Linked DNA regions of Ovis aries: region 1 is linked to region 2. A link is a contact called in public Hi-C data. All regions are on one chromosome and are shown on one strand. The core of a region is the stretch at or near the end of the contact, and the rest is flanking DNA. Distances in the headings are between cores, read along the strand shown. Region 1 overlaps SPMIP7 (sperm microtubule inner protein 7). Region 2 overlaps IKZF1 (IKAROS family zinc finger 1).

The links. A called contact is a pair of places that touch in the nucleus more often than the background predicts.
Region 1: a contact with region 2 is called in a Hi-C map of blood, with 2.3 times the contacts expected there. The contact joins two enhancer-like sites. A contact is called at or near these places in 8 of 16 Hi-C or Micro-C datasets (blood, hypothalamus, liver and 3 more).

Annotation. Positions count from the first base shown.
Region 1 is chr4:6,529,560-6,535,421 of ARS-UI_Ramb_v3.0, forward strand. All of the region lies in intron 7 of SPMIP7 (sperm microtubule inner protein 7), which reads right to left. Among named protein-coding and RNA genes, the nearest start is that of SPMIP7, 56 kb to the right of the region's middle. Within about 2 kb of position 1,787, at least 7 of the 54 cell types and tissues checked have an H3K27ac peak or open chromatin away from gene starts, as enhancers often do.
Region 2 is chr4:6,279,615-6,285,808 of ARS-UI_Ramb_v3.0, forward strand. All of the region lies in intron 9 of IKZF1 (IKAROS family zinc finger 1), which reads right to left. Among named protein-coding and RNA genes, the nearest start is that of FIGNL1, 45 kb to the left of the region's middle. Within about 2 kb of position 4,882, at least 2 of the 54 cell types and tissues checked have an H3K27ac peak or open chromatin away from gene starts, as enhancers often do.

The DNA of each region.
Region 1 (5,862 bases), core at 537-3,036, 250 kb after region 2:
TTTGGCACCCGATTCCCAAAATAAGCCTAGGGTTGGTCCGCTATAGGTAACTGAGTAAATTACTGCCTAAGTTTATAACTAATTGGTTTTTCTCAACAAAGCATAATAAAATAGAAATTAAATAACTTGAAAAATATAAGGAACTTTAGTAAATCAGTTAGAAAAAAAAGGGGCCCAGATGGCATATAATTAAAAGACAAATAGAAAAATAAGGCAAATATGGAGAAAACCATGTTATGCGTAGATTGTAAGTCATGCATACGTGGATGAGAATTCCAGCATGAACAGGCTCTCTGTAACACAGACCCGACTAATCCTCAGGAGCCCATACCCTTTGTGACACTTACGTGGGCTGCTTTATTTAATCTCACAACACTCCATGTCCTTGGTCCTGGGACCATGCCATGGTAGAGATGTGGGCACTGAGGCTTGAGAACAAGTCTAAGCCATGTGCCCAGAGACAACAAGGCTGGCAGGTGGTGGAACCAAGTGGCCCCGGAAGGCCCTGAAACCCAGGCTCCCAGCTGAGCGGCATCTGTTCTGTGTTAAGGGTAGTGCAAGTTCAAGTCACCTGGACCCTTGTTTACCAAGAGCTATGCTATGTCAGGCGGAGAAGGCAGCAGCATTCCACTCCAGTACTCTTGCCTGGAAGATCCCATGGATGGAGGAGCCTCATAGGCTGCAGTCCATGGGGTCGCGAAGAGTTGGACACGACTGAGCGACTTCACTTTCCCTTTTCATCTTCATGCATTGGAGAAAGAAATGGCAACCCACTCCAGTGTTCTTGCCTGGAGAATCCCAGGGATGGGGGAGCCTGGTGGGCTGCCGTCTCTGGGGTCGCACAGAGTCGGACACGACTGAAGTGACTTGGCAGCAGCAGCAGCATGCTATGTCAGGACTCAAACAGGCTAGGCTCCTGATCGCTTTCACAGTAAGGAGGAAATTCTGTAAATGCACAACTAGAGGTTCACAGAACCTAAGTGGGGCAAAGATGACTGATGCAAACTAGGAGCAGGGCATCAGAGAGGGATGTAGCCAGATGCTTGTGCTGAGTGTGCTGGGGGCTGCCATCTGCCTCCAGGGTGGCACCCCTGCCCTGTGACCCTGGATGGGTCTTTGGGGACCACCTCTGCCCAAGACGGGGTGAGGACATTCACAGGTCCCTTGCAGGGAATGTGGGGCCAGGGTACCTGGGCAAAGTGTTGGCCTAGTGCAAGAGTAGGAAGCAGACCTGGGAAGGTGGGGAAAGGGGAGGGAAGGCTGAGGGAGCAGCTGAGAAGTCCAAATAGCACCAGCGTGCTTCTGGTCACTGGGCTGTGCGTCCCTGAATATAATGAGATACTGTGGCCCCAGGATCTGCTCAGGAATTAGTTTCACTCTTAGCATCATCGTGCTCTACAGGACATGCTTTTCTCCCTCTGTTCTCAGGGAAACTTTACCTCTTCCATCCAAAAGGGGACACAGAAATGAGCCAACAGCTCCGCTCAGAGCAGGGCTGGGGCCCCAGGAAGCATTCACTGGCCGCAGGTGGCCCAGGGGAGTGGGAGCTCTGTTCTCTTAACTGCTCACAAAATGAGTGTCTGGGGCTCTTTAATCATTTACTCTGCCTCAGCCTCCTCATCTGTAAAGTGGGGAGAGAGCCTGTTCCCCCACCTTTGGCCTCATCACACTACTTTGAAAAACAAATGAGAGAGTCGATGTGAAAGTTCTCTGAAAGGCAGAAGTGTGGGCCAATGTAAGGAACTGCTATTCATAGCCTGGCCTGAAGCCGGGCTGTGGTTAAGATTTTGTTAAAGGTGCAGCACACCCAGGAGGGCAGGGCGGTCCCCTCTGCCGGCTCAGGACTTGGCCCATGGCCGCCTTGGGATCACTTTGGACAGTTACGTATCATTTGCAAATGCTTCATCAGAGAGATGCCTGAGGTCAAGGCACAGCGAATGTGAAACTGGGTGAAGTCCTGAAATAAAAGATCAAGGTTGAGTGGAAGGCAGCATGGTGGAAGCACCAAGCTGGCTTGGGAAACGGTGGTCTGGAAAGCACCGGGTGTGGTGGGGTTGGGTGTGGGTCAGAGGGCGCGGGCTCTGCTTTGTCACCTGGGTGTGCCCCCTCCTGTCCTCCTTGGTGAGACAAGGGAGGGGCTGGGCCAGCCGAGATGCACACACGCCAGAGCCCGTGTGGTCCCTTTCAGAAGAAAGCGCATTCCCTTTTCTTAGCAGAGGGCAAAGTCCGAAGCTTTGGGATTCTGATGGCACAGATCTGCTGTTTTGAAACCACGTGGAACCACAAGATAGGTACTAACAGAAAAAATCTCTTCCACCCTGTTCATTATGCTCTTGCGAAGAATATGGCTCTAGTATTCAGGAGAAAGATAAAGAACAGATTTGGAAAAAATTGGGGGTTCCTTATGTTTCCCTTGCTTGCTTGACACAGATTATAAGTGAGGAGTGACTTTGTATCTTTTTTTTTTTTTTTACTTCCTACTCAGTTCCCTGAACTTCCAGAACTCCTGTTGAATCTAGTGGATACTATGGATTCTAGTTCCCAAAGGAGGCTCAAGTTTGAAGTTAGGAACTTCAGTGGAGACTGAATTACTGTCTTGAATTCCTTAACTCTGAATATCCTTTAAAAATAGGTCCTGCTTACCCAATCAAAAAATATCTTAATGCAAAACTCATGCAAGCATCCTGCTTTCAGGGATTTGTTCTAAAAGAAACATACGCATGACTGTGCAAAGATAATGTGGAGGTGGTTTGTTGCTGTGCTTTTTAACAACAGAAAAAATCTCAGTAACTACTCGGTCCACGTAAACTATACCTTGCAATGGAGCACCACACAGCCATTAAAAAGGATTTCCACAGCCCTGCCCACTGCTGAGGAACGTGTCCACTGCACCTGTCAGGCTTACTCCTCCCCACACCTCCCCACCTGCACACACAACGGTGTGTAGCAGCCTACACACAGACATTCATGCAGGCCTCCCAGCAAAGTCTAAAGTATGCATCGACTTTCAATACTGAGACTGAGAATGAAAGAAAGAGCTAATTTTACTTTTTACAGATATAATTGAATTATTTTTATAACAAACACATTTGGAAGGAAAAGAAGGTGCTATCTGGTGAGCTTAAATGCTAGCACTAAGGTGTGAGCACACACACTGGGCGTAAACTTTGGTTCCACTGCAAATATGTTTATATATTTTGACCTCATAGTCCATTGCAAGAAGTCTCCCTTTAGTAAATAACTCCAAGTTAGGAAAAAGATTCACTTAAAAAGTATTTGACAACATTATTTATCATAGTTTTTACTATGTTTACAGAAATGTTTACAGAAAACATTTACATATGTAACCTAAATGCGCTAGTCAATGACAGTGCTGCGTGGGCTGTGCTTAGTTGCTCAGTCATGTCCGACTCTTTGAGACCCCATGGACTATAGCCTGTAAAGCGCCTATGTCCTTTGGGATTGTCCAGGCGAGAATACTGGAGTGGGTTGCCATGCCCTCCTCCTGGGGATCTTCCCAACCCAGGGATCGAACCGAGGTCTCCCACATTGCAGGAGGATTCTTTACCATCTGAACCACTAGCGAAGCCCAAGAATACTGGAGAGGGTAGCCTATCCCTTTTCAAGGGGATCTTCCTGACTCAGGAATCAAATTGGAGTCTCCAGCACTGCAGGCAGATTCTTCACTGGCTGAGCTACCAGGGAAGCCCCCTGAAAGTCAAAGACAGTACATCTATAAAAATAAAAAAATTACGATCTACACAAATAAAATATTATGATGAGTTCATAATACATGTGCCCAAGATGATGCGATGAAGTGAATGCAGTAAAAATCGCATTTGCAGCATGATCACAGCTGTATAAACACAAGGAAGACGGAGGATGCAGATGACGGACGGAAATATGCCGAAATCTTCATAACAGCTATGTTTTTATGCGACAGTTCATTTTTATTACTGTTAATTTTTTCTGTACTTTTTTCTATAACGATCAGATTCGGTTCTAGAATTTTAAAAGTTAATTTTAAAACTATTAGCATAATCACCACCAATATACAGGGCATGTCAAATGATTTGGTGCCCAGAATACAAAATCAACGAATAAGGAATATTTGAAAGCATTCATCTTTCGGGAAAACTGGTGATTCCAACCACTGAACCCAAGAGTCTGTAGCCTTGACTCTGTCTGAAATGCAGCTTCCACTGAAAGGGCGGGGGCAGGCAGTGTTCGTGGCCTAAGTGTCATGGGTTATGAGGAAATCCTTAAAGATGATCTCATAAAGACGTTTCCCTTTAGGAAAGTTTAAGGTGAGAAAACCAAGGAAGAGTCATCTTTGCTTTCGAGCAGGATGGTACTCTATTGGGCACAAAGTGCGATTCTGTGTTCTGGGTTTTGGACCTCATGCAGATGACATCACGTTGCATGCATCTCTGTACTTGGCTCAGTGTGGTACTGCAGAAACAACACAGTATTTTGTTTAGAGATTCAAGTATATGTAGCAAAGCTACCAAGCAGAGCAAGCAGAGGATAAGCACAAAGACTGATGTGATGACTTCTGGGCTGGGGAAGGAAACTCAGGAGACGAGGTCATCAGGGGGATACAGGCAGCGTAAAAGATGTGAATAAAATACTGTTTCCTTGGCTAGGCCTGGGACACAGGCATTTCCTCGTTATTTTGCTTTATATTTTAAATAGGACACTGAATACTTTGTATCTATATCTCATAATAAAAACGGAAAGTCTTTTTCTGTGTTAACAAGTTACAGTGAATGAAAGTGTTAGTTGCTCAGTCATGTCCGACTCTTTGTGACACCATGGACCGTAGCCCGCCAGGTTCCTCTGTCCATGGAATTCTCCAGGCAAGAATACTGGAGTTAGTAGCCGTTCAGTTCTCCAGGGGATCTTCCTGATGACCCCAGGATCAAAGCCAGGTCTTCTGCATTACAGGCAGATTCTTTACTGTCTGAGCCACCAGGGAATCCTTAAAGGGGAGGCTGCGGCTGCATGGGTGGGAAATCCAATGGAGGCTTCCTGTGGGGCAGGTGAGAACTCTACCACTAACCACCGATGCTCCATTAAAATTCTATTAAAAAGTGAAACCTCATTCAAAGAAGAAACTTTGCAACCTTGGATGCCCTCTAGTGCCCAATTTAAGTAAGTACAGATGATGTCCAATTCTACATGATCCACTCAAGTTTCCTTTCCTTAAAAACACTAACATCACGATGAGATAGAAGGGCATGCTCCCAAATTTACTCAAGTTAAACAGTATGTTATACCTCAATTTTTAAAAATGCTGCCAGACTTCTCTTTACTCTCCTTGAAGAGTGATCCAGAAGAATACATTCTATTCTTCAGCAGGAACATTTCATAAAACACTTCAAAATTCAAATGTATATTTCAAAGGAAAAATACTAGAAACTTTGATGCCAGAAGAATATTTTCAATTGAGTTTATCCTTATGTTCACTCTTAAACTTTTTTTTTTAGAATATCTACTTTTAATAGCAATCATTTCTCTCCAGAAACGAGGCAAGAATCATAACAGACAAATCCTTTCTTAGGACTCAGCTAAAATGTCACAGCCTTCAAGGCTTGTGGATAAAAGTGACCTCTCTGTACAACCAAGATCAAGAACACTAAACGTGCTTCTCAGGAGCCTCACTCCATCCTGCCTTATACTATCATCATTGGGGTGCAGAGCTCACCGGCCTGGCAGGCTTGCAAGCCACGTGAGGGCTAAGTGTTTGGTACAGTACCTGGAATACTTTGTGTGTTCTCTCTTCTTTTCTTCCTTTCTTGCTTACTGGTTGAAATATAACAACTCATTTATTTCTTCAATGCATTAAGTTATAGAAATATA
Region 2 (6,194 bases), core at 3,632-6,131:
GGGTCTCATTTCCTGCTTCTCCCCCCAGGCCCTTGCTTAGCCTTGATGCTGAGAAGGCCATTCTCTAGCTCAGTGTGGATGCCGCTTGTCCTGCTGGACCCCCGGGTGGCTGGCCCTCAGGACCACAGAAGCTGCAGACCCCCAAAGCCCTCCTGGGACCCTCTGGCTAAAATCAATGGCATTGTTGTTGTTCAGTTGTGTCTGACTCTTTGTGGCCCCATGGACTGCAGCATGACAGGCTTCCCTGTCCTTCACATCTCCCGGAGTTTGCTCAAACTCATGTCCATTGAATCGGTGATGGTGTCTAAGCATCTCATCCTCCGTCACCCTCTTCTCTTCCTGCCCCCAATCTTTCCAGCATCAGGGCCTTTTCCAGTGAGCTAGCTCTTACCATCAGATTGCCAAAGAACTGGAGCTTCAGCTTCAGCATCAGTCCTACCAGTGAATATTCAGGATTGATTTCCTTTAGGATTGATTGGTTTGATCTCTTTGCTTCCAAGGGACTCTCAGGAGTCTTCTCCAGCACCACAGTTCAAAAGCATCAATTCTTTGATGCTCAGCCTTCTTTACGGTCCAACTCTCACATCTGTACATGACTATTGGAAAAAACCACAGCTTTGACTCTATGAACCTTTGTCGGCAAAGTAATGTCTCTGTTTTTTAATATGCCCTCTAGGTTTGTCATAGCCTTTCTTCCAAGGAGCAAGCGTCTTTTAATTTCACGGCTGCCATCACCATCTGCAGTGACTTTGGAGCCCAGAAACATAAAGTCTGTTAACGGCATGGCCGTGCCCAGACGTGTTTCCAGGTTCAGGCCTCTGGTGGGCTGGTGCTCACCGTCCCTCTGGCCCAGATTTTCCCGGGCCAACTTTCTTCACCCAAACGCCTCCTTCTGCCTTCCCACTCACGTCTGTCCTGCCTGGGTTTCTGTCTGCGGGATCTGTCTCTGATGGAAGGGGCTGGCGTGTCCAACGGTGAGTGGGCTCGTCTGTCTCTCCTGTGGCTCTAGGCATGGTTGGGCGCTCTGCTGTCAGGCACACGCACGGTAAGCATCGCTATGCTCTCCTGGAGAACTGGCCCCTTTGTCATCGGGTAAAGCCCCTCTATCCTGGACAGCCTCCCTGGCCCTGAAGGCTGCTGCGTCTAAACTTATGACAACTCCTGCTTTCTCCTGCCTGGTGTTAGCAAAGGGTGTCCTTCATCTCTTCAATCTACATGTGCCCGGTCGCTGAGTGGTGTCCCACTCTTTGCAACCCCATGGACTGTAGCCCGTCAGGCTCCTCTGTCCATGGAATTCCCCAGGCAAGAATATTGGAGTGGGTGGCCATTTCCTCCTCCAGGAAATCTTCCTGACCCACGGATCGAACCGACATTTCCTGTGTCTGCTGCACTGCAGGCAGATTCTGTACAGTCTGAGCTACCGGGGAGGCCCCACGTGTCTTACATTTAAAGTGACTTCTTCATGGACGACGTGTAGTTGAATCTTGTCTGTGGATCCACTCTGACAGTGTCTGCGTTTCAAGTGGTGTATTTAGACCAATGATGTTTAAAATGAAGATTGATGCAGTTGGATTGGAAGCCACCACACTTGTTACTATTTTCTCTTCTTACCCCTTTTGTTTGCTTGTTTTCCCTGTCTTCCACTTGTCCTGCTTTCTCCAGCTTTAACTGTTTTGTAAACAGGTTCCTGTCTCCTCTCTCTCTGCCTCTGGCTCAGACTAGCTGTGACCGGGTGGAGCCTGGCTACCCAGTCTCTCAACCCTCCTCCTCCCCATCAACTGTGTCCCCCAGGACTGCCCAGCCTACCCCCTGGATGCGGGCCCCTGCCAGGGCCCACAGGAGAGGGCCCTCCTGGAGACCTCGGGAGCCTGAGGCCTGTGTCCCATTGTCTCCTGTCTTTCTCTGGGGGAGATGATGTTGGCCCTGAAGCATGTGGAAAGATGGGAGGCGGATTCAGGAGGAAGAACCCTGGGCTGGGGGGGTCCAGGCCATCATCTTGGTGGGATAAGACTTCACAGACCCCAAGGAGCAGGGGACAAGTGTCCGTCCTATATGCCATGTGCCCTCTGGGGCCTGACCCCAATCTTGGAGTAAAGTTTGGGGATGATGAGGCAAGACCTCTGCCTCATAGTCCAATGGAGGAGGCAGCCACTTAACAGAGCACCATGTGAGGCCTGAGACAGACTTAGACAGCTCGGAAGCCTGGAGATCTGGCTTTGAGACAGCTCCAAAGATTAGTAAAGAACAAAGTTTCAGCCTTGTTACACGCCTAGTTCAGCAGCTGGCACAGCTTGGGGAGCATTCCAGGGCCTGTGGGCTCATCATATGCAGAAGCCTAGGTGCCAGGCTGCCGAAGGTTAGAAGGAGCCTGGAGCGATGCGGAGAATCAGGTCCTGATCAGACCAGATGACATCTGCAAGGGGTGGACTTGGACCCCAGACTAGGCTCCCTGACTCCAGGGCTCCTGGGGTTGGCACAGACCCTCAAGCACATGGCTGTTCAGTCACCAAGTCGAGTCTGACTCTTTGGACCCTGTGGACTGTAGCCCGCCAGGCTCCTGTCCATGGGATTCTCCAGGCAAGAATGCTACGGTGGGTTGCCATGCCTTCCTCCAGGGGACCTTCCCAACCCAGGGATCGAACCTGCAGCTCCTACAGTGCAGGCGGTTTCTTTACCACTGAGGCACCAGGGGAGCCCCCCAGAATGCACTGCACCTATTTTATTTTTTAACAGTAACACGTATGAGTGTTTTCTTGTAGGATGGTATAAAGGCAGCTTCAAAGAATCGTGATACTTAAAGGAGTGGGATCTGGGTATGGGCAGGGGAGCCACGCGGGTTTTCTGAAGGGTAGTGCCCAGTGGGAGGAGGGCCCTGAAAGGGGAATCAAGCCGAGGGCCAAGACCACATGCCCTCCTCACTGTGGGGCTTCGGTCCGCCCTTGCCCACAGGAAGCAGGAGGGAGGAAGCTGACGGGGACACAGAGGCAGGTGCGGGGAGCAGAGGCAAGGTGCTCAGAGGCCTGGAGTCCCACCGTGGGGTCCCACCGAGAGGGAGCAAGGCTTTGAGTGGGGCGGGCACTGCTGTGCTGCCTTCGGGGGCCAGAGACCCTGGGATTGGGCACGGGAGGCCCCAGATCAGGCAGAGCAGAGGGAGGGAGGCCGGAATCATGCAGGGAGAAAGAAGGTATCTTTGGACAATTCACACACTGAACGTCACATCTAGTTGGTCTGACAAAACATGGGAAAGAAGAAGTGAAATTTGTTAACTGCACCGAGATCCAGGCAGTTCACTTCAGGGGACAGCTTTGGTACCAAATTATCCTTATTATGCAAATCTCCTCCCCAAGCGGCCAGCCTCCAGTTGTGCCTGGGGACTGCGGGGGCCACATCTGCTTCCCGCCCTGCAATCCCCGTAGCCACAGCCCACCTGCTGGGCTGGCGCAGCAGCCCGCTGCCAGGGAGGGGGCTCGGGCAGCCTGTGCTGGGGGAGCAGGGCGGGGGGCCCAGAGGAGACAGCACACAGGGATTATGCCTTGTTCCTGTCCTTGGCTTCCCCAAAAAGCGGAAAAAGTGAGGGGACTTCACACTGAGGTTTTCACCTTCCTCCTTAGGAAAATACAGCCCAGAACTTGGCATGTCTTGAAGCATCTGGTCCCAGCTGAGGCCTGAGGTCCGGGCTGCACCAAGTTCCCCATCTCCTTCCTGCCAGCATCAGCCTCAGGGGTCCCCAGCCCATCCCTGCCTCCGGCATCTCCCTCCCTGGGCCCCCCGCCAACTGTCACGGCCTGTGTCGCTCCTGGTCTCAGCTGCTGTGCTGGGCCTGCTGCTCGGCCTCTCCTTCGTGGAGGGGGTCTGGGCGCCGGGCTCCCCTCCTTTCTGGGACCATCGCCCTCGTCTCCGTGGGAACAGAGCTCGGCCGCCCTCCCAGCTCGCTCTGCCCTCGGGCGCCTCCTGGGTCCATCCTGCTTTCTCGCTTTAGACCACCTGACTCTCAGACTGTGACCTGTCTTCACAGCTGACCCATTCTCGTGACCCAGTGCCTCCCCAGCTCCCCCGCTCAGTCCCCCTGCGCAGCCCACGCTGCCCCCGCCCCCCACTAACCGCGCACACAGGACCTGAGATCTGGGGTCAGCACCTCACAAGTGCTCCGCGTGCAGTCATCTCAGTCATCTTCAGGAGACAATCACACGCGTCCGTGCTTACGGACCCGCACCTCAGTCTGTCGGTTGCTGTCACAAATTGCCAGGCGCCGGGCGGCTTGTGAACAACGAAGTTCATTTCCCGCAGTTCCGGAAGCTGCAAGTCTTGCAGTCAGGGCCAGGTGAGGCCCACTCCCGGTGGTGGGTTTCTCACTGTCCTCACAGGAGACAAGGGTGAGGGAGCCCCTTAAAGCCTCTTTATTAGGACACCAATCCCAGCAGGTGGCGCTAGTGGGAAGAGATGCGGGTTCCATCCCCGGATTGGGAAGATGCCCTGGAGGAGGGCGTGGGAACAGACTCCAGTATTCTTGCCCGGAGAATCCCGTGGATAGAGGGGTCTGGCAGGCTACAGTCCATGGGGTTTTGAAGAGTCGGACACGACTGAAGTGACTTAGTACGTAGCAATCCCACCACGAGGACTCCATCCTGATGACTTGGTCACCTGCCAAACGGCCACCTCCAAATACCTTTGGGAGGCAGGATTTCCACATATGATTTCTGGAGAGACGCATTCAGACCATACCAAGCACCTACTATGTGCCAGGTAACTCTGAAGATATGGCAGGAGTAAAAACAACCCTGCTCCTGGAGACCACACCCCAGGGAGAGAGAGTCAAACCCTCTGCAGCCCCGCTGCTGGTAGGTCATGCCTTCCCCCCTTGCAGGCCTCCCGCCTGCTCCTCTCCTCGCTCGCCTGCTTCTCATCACGCCACTCTCTTCTCTGCCGCCGGGGGCTCCCCTGCACCTGCTTGTTTCCTCCTCAGGCTCCTCATCCTGCAGGCACTGAGCTTGCTTTCTCTTGCTTTCCTGGGCTCTGCTGCCTGCAGGATGAGGGCTCCGCTCCCCCTCCCCTTTCTTGCAGGGCGAGGGCTCAGCCCCCTCAGGCGGGTGCCTGAGTTTAAATCCTACCTGCATCCGGCTGGGCAAGTCTGCCTGGACTCAGCAAGTCCACAGTGGTCAGGCACAGAAGCTGGTTCCTCTAATCTAGGTTTCACAGGTAGCACAGCTGGTATTTTGGTTTTCCACTCTCTGACTTTTCCTGTCATGGCAAACCCACTCCAGTATTCTTGCCCGGAGAATCCCATGGACAGAGGAGCCTGCCGGGCGGCAGTCCATAAGATCACAGAGTCGGACCTGACTGAAGCGACTTAGCACATGTGCACGGGTTGTTTTAAATTTAAGAGGGGAAGAGAGAGACATTATTAATTTTGAATAATTATTCACTTCACTAATAAGCAATTATTAAGTTTCTTCCTCTGTCAAAACAGAGAGGGAGGTGGCTGGGCTGGAGGAGAGGGTTAAGGCTGTGTCTGCCTTGATGGGGGCCAGGTGGGTGGGGTCAGCTTGTCTGGACTCGAGGAACTGGCCCCATTGGAGGCAGGTGGACCCCACGCAGACCTCCAGCTCCAGAAAGGTCAGGAGTGGGCCTTTGGAAACTCCATTTCTGAGAACCAGCCAGGTGATTCTGAGCTGCATTTGAGAACCAGGGTCATGGGGGATTTCTGGATGCCCTAGGGCCCGGGGAAGGCGGTGTGGGTGAGAGAATCTGGAGGCAGTCTTGAGCTGGGAGCTGGGAGTTTGGGTTAATGCTGGGAGAGGCCAATGGGAGGACAGGAGCCTGGCCATGAGGCAGAAGTGCTATTCTAGGAGCCAAGCGGCTCCATCTCCACCTGCCCCACCCCTGGTCAGAGGCAGCAAGGGCCAGGCTCTTGGGGAAGGCAGGGAAGATCCAGGCTGTATAGGCAGCACCTGAGCTCCAGGCCTGCCTGGCAGCTGTGCTGGGCTGCTCTCTGGGTTCCGGAGTATGAAAAAGACCAGCGGGGTTCAGAGTGATGCCTGGGCTTCTGAGCAACGGGGGACCCCTGCCTTGGTGGTCTGAGCATTTCTTCCAAGTCTTGTACTGATTGCCCAGCTCCTGGATGTCTGTTTCGAGCCCTGTTCAGGATTTGGAGTTGAGAGGCTGGCCATATGGAAAAAACGAGACTTTTGGCAACA